Linked DNA regions of Mus musculus: region 1 is linked to region 2. Evidence: chromatin contacts called from public Hi-C data. All regions are on one chromosome and are shown on one strand. Each heading gives the region's core, a stretch centred on a gene start, on an enhancer-like site or on the middle of the called end of the contact. The rest is flanking DNA. Distances are from core to core; before and after follow the strand shown.

Region 1 (7,042 bases), core at 1,277-3,776, 380 kb before region 2:
CTGAACCAAAAACCCTCTCTCCTGGTATCTCCTCATTTCCCGCAAGCTAAATGACTCATACGGAAGAACAAATGTCAGGTTCAAATGCTTTTCGATACCTGCAACCCATACCTAATGTAGAGGTAACATCTGTGGTGCTGATTTAATAGAGTTACATAGGAAATGTCATGGTAACAGTCTTAGATCTATTTGCCTCTGGGATCCCACTAAGGAAGTAATTAAAGGTTTCAAAGACCTTTTTATTAAGGTAGTCATGGTGATACAGATCGCTTATCCATCGAGAGGAAACTTAAACACAAGGACATCACACTTGGTCATCTCGCACAGAAGACCCAAGAAGCTAGGCCAAGCTGACAGAGGAAAGCCAGATTCTCACCTGTCTAGCCCTGTGATGTTGCCTTTTGCTCTGACATCCAACTGCTCTGGTTCAAACCCACACATCAATCAAGGCAAAACAGAACCCCTCAGAAGGCTTTCATGTATTCATTCCAACAACTTTTTATTGAGAAACTACTGTGTATTAAACCTGACTCTAGACAGGGCATTAAAAAAAAAGAAAGAAAAGAAAGAGAGAGAGAGAGAGAGAGAGAGAGAGAGAGAGAGAGAGAGAGAGAGAGAACAAACAGATAAACACAAGTGCCTTCCTCCCTCATGAGGGTTAAACTCTACATGTGTGGTCCATTGTGCAGTCCACACTGTTCGGCAGTAGCTGCTGAATCTTTTCTTTGCCAGGATGAAAAACACCACTTCTTTCTTCATTCCTCCTCCTCATAGCCTGGTGTGTGTCAAAGGCTTTCTTATGGGGATTAAAGTTCTCAGAGGGAGGTCACAGCCTAGTGAAGTGTAAATAACATTTAGCAGTAATAGATTCTTCCCTGTAGTTTAAGCCAGGTCTACCCACAGGTTCTTAGTCCCAATAACAGTGCCAGGACTGAGTTTCAACTTGTGCACTGGGCCTTAAATCCAATCAGAGAGTTATTGGCTATTACCAAGCCATTCATATTGTTACTCCTATAGACTAGCGCCTTCTCTATCCTCATCAGAGATGCTTTTTCATTGCAGTAAATGACAAATACTACAGAAACACAACTGGACAAAGTGGAGAAAATAAGAGATCGAAGAGCGCTTAGCCCCAAATGGGACATCTCTCTTGTGACAGGGCAAGACAGTGCAGAGGCTCCATCTGGTGATCTTACTGAGGCCATTTGGCTTTAATTAAAATTCAATCTCCTTAATGGAGAGTCATGTGTAAAATTACCCAACTCTATTCTAGGAACTTGAGGTCAAGATGCCCCAACTACCTCATCTTAGCTTCTTTTAAACTGGAACAAAACAACAACAACAATAAGAAAAACCTTACCACCACAGACCACTACCACACCCAGCTATAATAGGTCAAGACACCAGGATGCAATCTTCTTATTTATTTATTTATTTATTTATTTATTTATTTATTTATTTATTTACTTATCTATCTATCTATCTATCTATCTATCTATCTATCTGCCTTTAAAATCCCCTTATTCTGAACACTCCCAGTGCTACATACACTTAGATCCTAAATACCAGCATGTAGTCTCAGCCAGCCGGAATAAGGACATTCAATTGTCTATAAACTCTGGGGCCTCCCTGTACCAATATTACATTGTCTCCTCTGAAGGCTCAGGGATCACTGTGGAAAAAGGATCAAAAGAGTTGTAAGAGTCAGAGAAGGTGGATGACCACAGCCGTTTTTAAAGGCACAACAGGCCACTTGAAGTTACAGTCCCAGCTAAGAAGGTATTGACTGTTGATCGCTGTGGAGAGGATTTAGGGGAAAAAGGAATGAATATGGTTGAAATACACTATTCAAATTCTCAAAACACTAATAAAAAGTGAGGCAACGTAACTGTAAGACCCACGCTTAACCTGGAAGCCCATCCTACCCAAGGAGCAGGGAACTTCCTGGAATGCTGGGAGTTGTAGTTCTTGGAAAATAACAAAGCTACATGGTAAAATACAGTAGCCATATGGATTTATCCTTAAGTAACCCCTACAACACTTGTCTAGGCACCACTCAGCTGGGAATTCCAGGGAGTGGTCCTGACCAAAGCCCATCCTGGTCAGTATTTAATTAAAGCTTGCTTTGAATTTGGCTCCAGATTGTGGAACTGGTTTTTCTCTTGTGAATCTCAGGATTAACAGTAACAACTTAAAGTAGAATTTATATTCAGCATATCTGATCAGAGGATACCACCCTTGGCACTGGTGGACAGTTTCTGCTCTCCCTTGGCTGCTTGCCAGTCTTCCCTAAGATCTTCCTCTTTATCTCTCTATCTCTGACTCTGTCTCTCTCCATCCCCCCTCCCTCTCCCCCCCCCACCTCCATCTCTCCCATTCCCACCCAACCCCCACCCTTCTTCTCCTACCAGCCTTGACCTTCAATTTCCTTTTATTTTTCTCATGTAAAATAGCTCACCACAGCTAGCCCTGGATGAGGTGGGTGGAAAAAGGGAGGCTTCACCTTTCCCACCCAAGAAGTCTGCCAAGACACATTTCAGATCAAAGAGTCATCTGGCCTGTGTGAGTCCTACCACTCTGCTCCAGCTTAAAAGCAGCTGCAGCCCATCCCAGACCCGGCAGGGTGGGGTTTTTTCCTCACTGAATCCCAGCAGCATTGGTGGAAACAATATGCAGAATGAATTTTTAAAGGTCATTAACAGTTCTGAGTAAGTGCCATCCCAGCAGACTCAGCACCAAGTGAGTAGAAAGCAAACAGCCTCTTCTAAAACAGGAAAATGCAGTCACTCTCAGAAGGACAACAAAAGCAGCTTTCAAGTGTCAAGAAAAGGATGATGAAACTAAGGCATTGAATATGATCCGGGGTTTTATTAAATGCTTAAGTGCAAAAGACTTTAAGTAGGTTGGGCTGGGGAGAAATAAAAGCACTTCATGCAAGCATAAAGATATGAGTTCAAATCCCTGCAGTTCACATAAAGATCAAATGTGGCTGCGAATGCCTGACCCCAGTCAGATCCCCAGGACTGAGCAGCCAGTGTAGTTAAAAGAGTGGACTTCTGGGTCACTGAAAGATCCTGGCTCAAGGTACTAAGGGGAAAGCCACAGAAGGAGACTGACTTACATACATGCACCACACACACACACACACACACACATTCACATTAGCTTATTTTTAATATGGTTTTTAGCTCAATGGTCAGGCACTCCTAAGCCTTGTGTGGCTAATGTGCCTTTACCTTCACTCCCAGCTCAACATCTCTAATTCTTTTTTTTTTTTTTTCAATATATAAGTCTTTTATTCTCCCAAAAGAGCCCAAATTGTTCTTGTGGTCAGGATCTCGTTTCTGGGGCCAGGAACTGAGGCCTCCTCACTCGTCAGCCTGCTGCTGCACAGTTCCCTTCTCAGACACATAGATGCCGTCCAAAAACTTCCTGATATCCTTGTTTTTAACTGTTGTGGCTTGCTGAATCAGGGCAGCTGAATTTGAAACAAGTTCAATGTCATTTCCTTCAAGGATTAACTCATCCTTCTGGGCTTGAGAGACAGAACAAGCCACACCTGTCCTCATCCGAACCCTGCGGATGTATTTTTCACCCAAGAAATTTCGGATTTCAACCAAAGAGCCATTCTCCTGGATGACGACGTTGATGGGGAAGTGAGCGTACACAGACCGCATCTTGTATCGGAAGCCCAGCATGACACCTTTGATCATGTTCTGAACATGACTGCAGATGGTCCTGACGGTGGGGCCCCATCTACTGCGAGGATGAAGACCATTCTCAGCAATCAGACTGTGGACATTCCAGAGAATGTCGAAATCACTCTGAAGGGGCGCACAGTCATTGTGAAGGGCCCCAGGGGGACTCTGCGGAGGGACTTCAATCACATCAACGTGGAGCTGAGTCTCCTTGGGAAGAAGAAGAAAAGGCTCCGGGTTGACAAATGGTGGGGTAACAGAACATCTCTAATTCTGCCCTCAACTTAGTTATGTTTCTAATCTCCTGCCTGCTACCCCAAGTCAAGTCAGGGGAAACGGCCGATGACCACTCTGCCTGAAATCTCACATGGCTGATGACTATTCCTCTCTCTGAAACTCTTTTCCTCCTCCTGCATCTCTTAGCCTGCCTGCAGGAAAATGAACTCCTGCCTCTTCCTACCAGTCATTAGCCGCTAGCATCTTTATTGATCAATCAAGAACCAGTTGGGTGACAGGACCTTCAGCATTTATTCCTGATCAAAGCATCAGAACTACCCCCTACAGGAATGAAATTGATTATTGTTAAATTTATGGATATATTAATACGTGTGACAGACCACTAAATCTTATTGGGACAATTTGAATGTAAAAAGTGTTTTTGAATCTTATCACTCAAAAAGGTTAATTTTATTTCCTTAGAAATAGATATTTATATCTACATTGAATTCCTATTCACAAAGTGGCAAAAACTTAATCTTAACTGCTTTGATGTCCCATTTCCCCAGAGCTGTCTTTAAGTCTTGGGGGGGTATAGAAATTGGGAAGGCATCCAGATACAAGTACATAGAAACCCTGGAATACCAATTTATCCACAGTGGCATCCAGGAGTCATCCTGTTTCCTTCTGGTCTTCCTGATCATTTCACCAAGCACTGATACGTGATGGGAACCCACTACATTCTAACCAACTGTTAGAATAGCGAAATGTTGTGTTAGCAATACAGCCCGTTGGTAAAGGTACTCATTGAGCAAGCCTGGTGAGCTGATTCAGTCCCCAGAACCTGTGTAAAGGTCAAAGGAGAAAACCACCTCCACAGAGATTTCCTCTGACCTACACACATGCGTGCGCGTGCGCACACACACACACACACACACACACACACACACACACACAAATAGATAAATAAGGGTTTTAATACAGAAATATTTATTCTACAGAAGTTGATAGATTCTGTCCCAAACACTATGGTATCTACTAGACTTCTCCACCTCAGCTTTCCGCCTGTGGTCCTCCCAAACCTTCCCCGCACACTGGCATCTAGAGTTCGTAGAACCTGGTCAGTGACAGAGCCAACATATTAAATTGTCAGGGGTCTGTGTGATACCAATGTTGTATAGTACTCAATACTCATTCCCGCCAAACATCAGTAACATAATCCATTGGGCTAGGGGTATAACTCATTGGTAAAGAATGCGCCTAGAAAGAATGCCCTGAGTTCAATTGCCCAACACCACAAGATAATCAAGTTGGTTAGGAAAGGCTGAGTTAAGGGTTTCCTGTAGTCTAGGGCGCCACTGTAGTAGTGAAACAATAATCTCAGAGCAGTAGGCAAAGTGAGGGTATTTATAGGGCTTCGCTTTGGGATAGAATGTAAACCTTCCAATTAGAGGGTAGCTTGGTTAATATTAGATAAATATTGTAACATAATAATTAAGAATTGGTGTACTTGATAAAGAACTTTAAGACAAGGGTATTAAAGTCTTAGAGATGCAAACTAAATTCAGGAACATATCAAAAAAAATCATACACTGTGATCAAGTTAGAGATCCATGGGTGGTTCTGTATACATCAGTAAATCAGTAAATATTATAAATGATATACATATGAATAAATGAATTATTCTCAATATAAATGTTAACAACGAATTAAACTGGTGGCTGCACATGTATGCTTTATGTTATTCCCCAGTAGTTACACAGGCAAACCAATAGTTAATTAAAACTACACCTCAATAGCTGAGCAGTTAAATTATCTTTCTATGCTAATCTGGTTACCTCCCAGACCCACCCCATTATACTTGCATATTATTACTCATCTGGCTCTGAGCTTCAGGTGTATTTCCATGATCTCTCTCCAGACCCCTTCCTCGTACCTCCAAATCCAAGAATATACGGTAAGAACTGTTTACACAAACTTAACACAGGTGATTTTTGGTATAAGCATTACAATGCCCTGTCCCATTCAAACGAGATATTAGGACAGAGAAATCAGCATTTGAATAATACAAGGGTAAACTTTACACAGTGTATAAAAAAAACTATGCCTACATATGAGCTCAAGAACAGAAATTATATGGTCATATCAACAGATGTACAAAGAGGGGGGCAGATTTGGTAAAATTCAACTCCCTTCATGTTAAAAGTTCTGCAGTAACTCAGAATAAAAGAAATATATCTTCACTTCATTTTTAAAAAAGTCTGTTATTAAAAACTTACAGCCATCATTACAATAAATGAAGGGAAACACAAGCATTTCTATTAGATTCAGAGACTAGACAATGTGTCTACTTTCTCCACTCTCATTTAATATAGAGCTGGAAGTCTTAACTAGAGCAGCAAGACAGGAGAAATAAATAAAAAGGGTCTAATTAGGAAAGGAGAAGTCAGAGTATCTCTAATTTCAAGTGATGCAATTCCACCTAAGAAACCCTAAAGCATCCACTGGAAAACTTTTAGGACTGATAAACATTTCAGCAAGCAGCAGGATACAAAGTCAACATCCAAAAACCAGTAGATTGTCTATTTACCAAAAGCAAACATACTGAGGAAGAAATAATGCAAACAACTCCATTCAGAATAGTCTCAAGAAATAATAAAATACCTTTAAGTAAAGCCTGACCAATACCTCTATAAAAATACCAAAAGAAAGAAACCGAATAGACACTTGAAAATGGGAAACTTGCCCATGATCATGAGTTAGAAGAATCAGTATTGTAAAGGTAGTGATTTTACCAAAAACTATCTACAGATTCATGCAATTCTAATAAAGTTCCAGTGACATCCTTCACAGAAATAGAAGAAACAGCCAGGCCGTGGCACACACCTTTAATCCCAGCACTCAGGAGGCAAATGCAGCAGGATCTCTGAGCTCAAGGCCACCCTGCTTTACAGAGTGAGTTCCAGGACAGCCAAGATTACAGTGAAAAATTCTGTCTCAAAACAACACACAGACAGACAAAAATAATAATGAAAAAAATTTAAAGATCTTAAACTTCATATTAAAGCAAAACCAAACCAAACCAAACCAAAACCCTGATAGCTATAACAATCCTGAGCAAAAACAAA
Region 2 (7,715 bases), core at 1,744-4,243:
TGCATATATGCTGTGTTACCATGCAGGTGGCTGTAGAGACGAGAAGAGGACACCAGAGCCCTTGGAAATAGAGGTATAGATGATTGTGAGCCCTTGTTGAGTGCTGAGAATCAAACCCAGTTCCTCTGGAAGAGCTCCCGTGCTCTCAACAGCTGAGCCACTCACCAGCTCCTAGGCTTGTAGTATTCGATTACAAAACTATCTAGTTATATGCTGAAATCCTAAGATTAGCTTTAGCCTCAATGTTAAATATTATTCTAGAGTCATGTTATATCAACGTTTTAAAACCTGAACCCGGCATAATGGCAAATACTGTCCTGGTACTCAGGAGGCTGAGGTACCAGTATTGTTAGTTTAAAGGCACTATAGGCTACATAGCAAGATCCAGTTACAAAAAACAAAACCAACAATGAAAACGTAAACTCAATATGACAAATACTCCCAGAAAAAGTGCTTCAGCAAATGCTTAAGACACTTCCTAAAGAATAGAATGGTTTATAAATTGCAAATGCTACTGTCTCATTCTAAACTACTCACTTACACTGTAAAGTCTGCAAAATGAAATGCAGAGGTATTTCAATTTGCCCATTCTGGTCCAAATGACTAAAAAGTTAACTACCGCTGAGTCTGTAAGCAACATTTTTGAATGTTTAAATGTAAAACATGGGTAATTGATATGCTCTTCAAGAAAGACATCATACTAAACCATTTTCTTTCTAGTTTTAAAATGATTTGATTTCTAAGTACAGATATGAAACACTAGGGACTAAGAAATTCCAGGCTTTGCTAGTCATTTGCTGTGTCTGAACAAAGCACTCTTGGGAGTTATGGGCACAATGCCCCATCAGAAAACATTACCTGACGACGACAACCTACAACGTATCTTGGTCCATTTGTTGCTTTAACGATGACTAGAACAAATTGAAAAACAAAGTTAGAAAACAAATACATCTACATCTATGGTGAGTGTAGTTTTATGTCTGACCACTAAGAACAGTAAATACAAAATTTAGCTTATGTAAACAAAGACCAACTCCTTGTATTGTTGTCATTAGAATACTAGGCACTTCATGGCTATCCTGATGGGTTATTAAATAAAGGCACTTACTCCCAAGCTCATTGATCTTACTCAGGCCAATCTCTGGGTCCCATCTTACATGGCAGAAGCAGAAAAGCAACTCCCACAGTAGTCCTTTGATGCATGCACACACACATGCATACACATATACACATGAGTGCAGGGGACACAGACATAGAGACAGACACACATACATAAATAGATGAATTAAGAATTAGAAGGGCTGGAGAGATGGCTCAGCGGTTAAGAGCACTGACTGCTCTTCCTGAAGGTCTTGAGTTCAAATCCCAGAACCCACATGGTGGCTCACAACCATCTGTAATGAGATCTGACTCCCTTCTCTGTTCCTCTGTTCGCTGTCTGAAGACAGCTAAGTGTACTTACAAAGAACAATACATCTTTAGAGTGTGTGTGTGTATGTATGTATATACACACACACACACACACACATATATATGTATATATGTATGTGTATATGTATATATATGAATGAATTAAAACAGCCTTCCATAATGTCACACATGCCTAAAATTCCAGCACTGGAAAGCAAAAGGCTTGTGAGTTCAAGGCCAGTCTAGTCTACATAGGAAGCTGCATCCAGAGCTACATAGAAGTACCTGGCCTCAAAAATCAAAATAAAATGGGCATTTCAAAAGCTGGCAAAGAACTGGGGCTTTTTATTTTTTAATAATTAGTAAGTTAATCCACTTACATTTTTCTTCTGTTAACTGTTTTAGCACTTCACCTACAATCTGGAAAAGAAAAAAGGGGCATTACCTTTTGCCAATAGCTTAGAAATGGCAACATACTTTCAAACTTTATCACCTACCTGTCCAACACTTTGTAGTGCCTTCAAATCATTTTCAGACTTTTCATACTGCTTGGTAAGTTCTTTTAATTGTTCCCTTACTGAAATAATAAAATTTTGACATTTTAAATTAAACAACTGCATAAAATTTTTTACTTAGGTCTCTTTTACCTTAGGTTTCAAACCTACTGTTTCAAACCACAAAATAAGATTTTTTTTTCCAGTTTGTAGTGGATAGGTGGCATGTTTTAAAATGAAATGTAACAGAGAAAGTATCATATCTATTTTCTTGGTAGGAAATATTTTTAAGTTACATTTTTAACCGATAGTGACATCCTGCCACCTTCAGATTTGCTACAAAACTAAACGATAAGGTGAATCAAGCCTCCCATAGCTACACTAAGATCACCTGGCTTACTCTGGTTGTCCATACTAAATTAAGTCAACCAACGCAATTCTTCACCGAATCCTAGGCTGCGGTATTCTCTCATTTAATTAAATCACGCAGGGTTTTCAAAACGTGAATGTTCAGGGTATACAGAAAACTTGGTACTCAGTATGACGCCTGAGGGAAGACGAGAAAGGCTATTACAACCACTGAGCCCCCTTCTACCCCAAGTACAAGCCGCCTCCGTGAGTCCCGCGTCCGGCTGGAGCTTCTTTGACTCAAGCGTCCTCCCATCCCCGGGTCCCGAGACTCCAAGCCTGCCTTCCTGCACCCGGAATATGTCCCCAGCCCACTTGTACCTCACTCCTCTAATCTTCCCCTCTTCCACCTCAGAACTGTGGCTGTTCTCTATGCCACCGGACTGGGACTGGGGCCATACCCACGGCCGAGGCGGTGCTGCACCCCAGCGCGGGGCGGGATGACAAAGCGCCTCGTCCCTGGACTCGGGCCTTCCCAAGCCAGGCGCTGTTTTCGGGCTCAGCCGAAGCCTCCGCTCTATCAGAGACCGAAGCCGGTCCAGGCACTAGAGAGTGTGTCAAGGCTCACTCACGCTCCTTAAGACGGCCGTCAATCTCCTTGTGCTCTAGCAGCTTCTTGCGATAGTCCTGAAGCGCCTTATCTCTAGGGTCCGCCATGATGAGAAGCCGTCGCTCATAGGGGATGCCGGGAAGGGCCATGGCAGCCCGGGCGGGGGAGGGGGCGGGGCGAGGGCGCAGAGGCGGCCTGGGGCGGGACCGTGACTGGCTCCGCCCCTTCCGGCTGGCCCGCCTCTGGCTCCGGGCGCCGAAGTCAGTCACCTAGAGCGGCAGAAAGCCTCGAAAGCGCAGAAGATCGTCTCCGGTCACACTGTCCCCTGCAGGCCAGAGTGAGCAATGCCTGACTTAGCTACTGGCTGGCTCAATATTAAGTCACTGCTTTCTTAGAACGCCAAAGGATCTGTAATAAACTGAAAAGCAAGAGGAAATGACAAGATTTTTTTTTTTTTGAGACAGTGTCTTGTAATCCACACTGCCTTAGCACTCATTCTGCAGCGCTGGGCTTGAACTCTGGTCCTCCCCCCCCCCACCACCGGCTTCCTAGTGGAATTACAGGCAAACTCGAACATTCAGTATGTGCTGTGTGGAAATCGAATTCAGAGTCTCCGGCATGCTAAGCAAGAGCTTTCCCAACTGAGTCACATTTTCAAATTCAGCCTTTTTCTTTCCCAAATTATTTATTTTTATTTATGTGTTTATGTGTGTGCCTTAGTGTATACCTTAGGAGGGCAAGTGCTCACAGAAGCCAGTAGAGGGCATCGGATTTCTTGGCTCTGGAGTTACAAGCAGCTATGATTTAAAAAAAAAAATCTTATTTATTTTATGCATATAAATATCTTGCCTGCATGTATGTGTGTGCAGCACGTGTGTGCCTGGTGCTGGAGGAGGTCAGAAAAAACCACATGATTCCCCTGAAACTGGAATTATAGACGGTTGTGAGCCTCTATGTGGATACTGGGAACCGAACCCAGATCCTCTCCAAGAGCAACAAGTACGAATACCCTTTGAGCTATCTCTCTAGGCTCAGTGACTGTGTTCTTTTAAATTATTATTGACAGGCTGGGAGTGTACCTTTGGTAGAGTATTTGCCTAGCACACAGAAGCCCTGAGTTTATTAACCCCCAGCACCCTAAAACTGAATGAATGCACTCCACAAACACACAGAGATCTTTAGGAAGAGCCGGAAGCTCACATAACCAGTAAACCACTTTCCAGCCCAAAGATGCAGCCTTTTGATATCAATTGCATGAGCATAAGTAGGAAATTTTCAGTTACCCAATAAAGCACTGACCTGCTTGTAATCAGAATATTAGAAAATATTCTAACATGTAATAAGGAAATTAGAAATGATTTGAATAGGGGCCAGAGAGATGGTTCAGTGGGCAAAGGCGCGCTTGTCATGGAAGCCAGGTGACCTGAATTGGATTCATGGGACCCACTCAAAGTTGGCATGAGGTCCACATGCACAGATGCATAAATGATAATAAATCATAAAAATACCTTAATGTAGTAAATGCTACAATTGAAATAAAAGGATATTGTGGGATAAGGAGGAGAATAAATTTTGAACATGTCTGAGAGCAGAAGGGGCCCCATTATGCCACCACGTGGAGAGCCTTCTGAAGAGATTAAACAGCAAGTGCATGATTCTAAGGTAGCAAAGAGTTTGTCTCACTTCTATCAGAGAAAGGAGGCCAGCAGAACTGGAAGGAAATGGGCTAGAGATGTAGAACACAAGATAAAGTTTCTGCAGCGACCAAGGTAGGAACTTTGAAGTCTGCTAGGACTATCTCAGATCTCTGTGGTGGAGGGGTGGTGATATCTTGATGTCTTCATAAAATCAGCATAATTGTACATATGTAAAAAGGTTGTCATGGGTATTAAATAGACAATATAACTAAAGATGTTAATCCAAAATGTGGCATATGGTAATTGTATTCTTTTAAATTGTTATTCTCATGCTGGGAGTATAACATTGGTAGAATACTTGCCTAACGTACAGCTGAGTTTAACTCCCAGCACCCTAAAAAAAAATGAATATGCTTTACAAATACATGTACAGTTATGTGAATTAATGCCTAAAGTGACAGTCTTCCAAATTTTCTTGGAGAAAATGGTGTGGTTATTATGTGAATTTTCTGTTGTATTTTTTTTTTCTAAAACTGGCTTTTGAAGGAGACAATAAGTAAATAAAGTGACAGGGAGTGTCCTTTCTCCCACACTATTTTGATCAAGTGAGTAGGTTCATACCAATATATATCAATTCTGACATCAAGAAGAAAAGACAAGGCAGAATATAAAAGGCAGTCCAATTTATATGGCTCAGCAAAAATATATGCACGCAGAGGCTGGAGAGATAACTTAGCTGTTAAGAGCACAGGTTACTCTTCCAGAAGACCTGGGTTCCATTCCCAGCACCCATATGGTGGCTCACAATCGTCCCATAACTCCAGTCTCAGGACGTCCAGTGGTCTTTTCTGGCTTCCCTGAGCACCAGGCATCCAAGTGGTACATATACGTATATGCAGACAAAACATCCCATACACATAAAATAGAGTACAAGTTTATTCTCCAAGGTTAAACAAAATTACATGAGCATAGATCAGAATGTCATTTCAACATCGTCTTCGTCAGTCTTTTTAATTCTGGGTTCTTTTTCCTCTTACCCATTTGGCAAAATTCTAACCTCAGCTGAACTTTCTGTGTTTCTCATGCCCACAGTAACCCTATTCTGTTGTGTGTGTATGAAAAAGTAACTCAATTTGTAAATATATACTCATATACGTGATTAAATGTTTAGTGTCTTTTCTCACTCCCTGTAGAAAGCCCAAGAACTTACGCAAAGATGGCGACTGTTTATTGCTCATGGATACATGTAGGACACTGTCTGAGAACATAAACTACATATCTATCTATCTATATATATATATATGAATTAACATATATTTATATATAAAAATATGTAAATGATATTAAGCACCGTGAAAGATAAGCAGATATATTTAACAAAAGTGTCTATAGAGAGATAGCTCAGTATGTACTTTACATTGAACCACAAATACTTCATGTCACAGTTTTGCTGGCTTAGCAACTTAGGAGCAAACCCAAGTTTGCTTTCCAGTATCCACATCTTGTGGCTCACAACATCCTGTAACTCCAGCTCCAGGGCATCTAGAGTCCTCCACAGGCAACTGCACTCATGCATGTGCACTCGTGTGAGTGCACACACACACACACACACACACAGACACAGACACACACAATTAGAAGTAAAATTAAATAGAAAAAAATTCTAAGAAATCTCACCAGTACTCAAAGAAGTTTAAATATCAGAGCAGAATAGAAAAGATATGAAAATATAGAATATTATTAGTTTATTTGGGAATCATTAAAAGAGGACTAAAGAAATGGCTTCAGGGGCTAGAGAGATGGCTCAGTGGTTAGGAGCATTGACTGCTCTGGCAGAGGTCCTGAGTTCAATTCCCAGCCAACATATGGTGGCTCACAACCATCTGTAATGGGATCCGATGCCCTCTTCTGGTGCGTCTGAAGACAGCTACGGTGTACTGATATAAATACAATAAATATAACTTTAAAAGCTAAAGAAAGAAAGAAATGGTTCGATGGTTAAGGCACTGGCTGCTGTTGTAATGGATCAGAGGATGGGGTTTGATTCCCAGGACTCACAGGGAAGCTTACAACCCTCTGTATTCCATTTGGACTCCAATCCCGGGGATCCATCGCTCTCTCCTGGCCTCCGTGGGTACGGCACACAAGCACATCACGCACACATACACATGTAGGTGAAACACTCATACACAAAAATATACTAAATATAATGTTTTAAAAATTAAGTAACAAAACAGATTTAAGCCTTCATGAGGCACACATAGTCTTCTAATCTATCTACCCCTTTAACTTAGGACTGCTGAGTAGAGTCATTTTAAAATGTGTTCACAGCTCTGACACTTAACCAATTTAGGAAATGGAGCCTAATTACTCTTGCACAGTCTAGTGATTCTTCCTGATGATTAAAGTGGATGTGACAGCATACAATTGCAGAGACTAGGCTATTAGACAAACAAACAAACAAACAAAAAACCAGAAAGCAAACTGAGGCTGCCTTTAGACTCTCCCCTGGAACACCTGCTCTGGAAGAAGCCAGCTGCCATACCATGAGGATACAGCAACAGTTCTACAGAAAGCCCTGCAGGGAAAGAGCAATCAACAGGGAACCAAGGCCTCCTGCCAACAGTTATGCAAATGAGTTATGTTGGCCACAGATGTCCAGCCCTAGGACAACTTCAGATGAATGCAATCTTAGTCTTGATTGCAACAGCATGACACTGAGTCACCTACTCAGCTCACTCAGGAGCTCCTGAATGGCTGCCCCAGCAAAACTGAGATGAAGTGTTTGTGGTTTAGTGTCACTAAAATTACCAGTAAATTGTTTCACAGTGACAGGTACAACAGAAACTACTTTTTTAAGACAGAGAGTCGGAGGAGGGAGGGAAGGAGGGAAGGAGGGAAGGAGGGAAGGAGGGAGAGAGGGAGGGAGGGAGGGAGGGAGGGAGAGAGGGAGGGAGGGAGAGAGAGAGGCAGATAGTACCAGATAGGCAAGTAGCAACTACTTTTGCTAACATACCACCTATGACCCTCAAGGTTTTGTTTAGCTTTTTTCTTTTGATGTAGTTTTCCTTAGACTTAGCTTCCTAAAAAATGGGGCTCCTGGCATGCACCGTGCCACCAGGCCAAAAAAATTTTGTTGTTGTTGTTGTTGTTGGGAATGGAAAACAGATGCAGCCCAATGACCCCTAACTTTGGATTCTTCAGTCCCAGCTTCCC

Evidence for each region. Hi-C and Micro-C count contacts between places; a contact is called where the count stands out from the background.
Region 1: a contact with region 2 is called in a Hi-C map of uterus, with 4 times the contacts expected there. The contact joins the enhancer-like site here to the promoter of Psmc6 in region 2. A contact is called at or near these places in 2 of 39 promoter capture datasets (cranial neural crest and second pharyngeal arch cranial neural crest), 1 of 484 Hi-C or Micro-C datasets (uterus), 1 of 115 datasets of contacts at active chromatin or transcription factors (embryonic limb bud) and 1 of 9 other capture datasets (adipose tissue).

What each region holds. Positions count from the first base shown.
Region 1 is chr14:45,710,050-45,717,091 of GRCm38.p6, reverse strand. It overlaps the pseudogene Gm7206. Among named protein-coding and RNA genes, the nearest start is that of A530076I17Rik, 45 kb to the right of the region's middle. Within about 2 kb of position 2,526, at least 13 of the 459 cell types and tissues checked have an H3K27ac peak or open chromatin away from gene starts, as enhancers often do. A contact at or near this core is called in uterus, where this site is marked.
Region 2 is chr14:45,325,102-45,332,816 of GRCm38.p6, reverse strand. Psmc6 (proteasome (prosome, macropain) 26S subunit, ATPase, 6) reads right to left here and starts at 2,993. Exons shown (of 14, transcript NM_025959.3): 1 at 2,885-2,993; 2 at 1,908-1,987; 3 at 1,791-1,830; 4 at 859-911. The coding sequence starts at 2,969.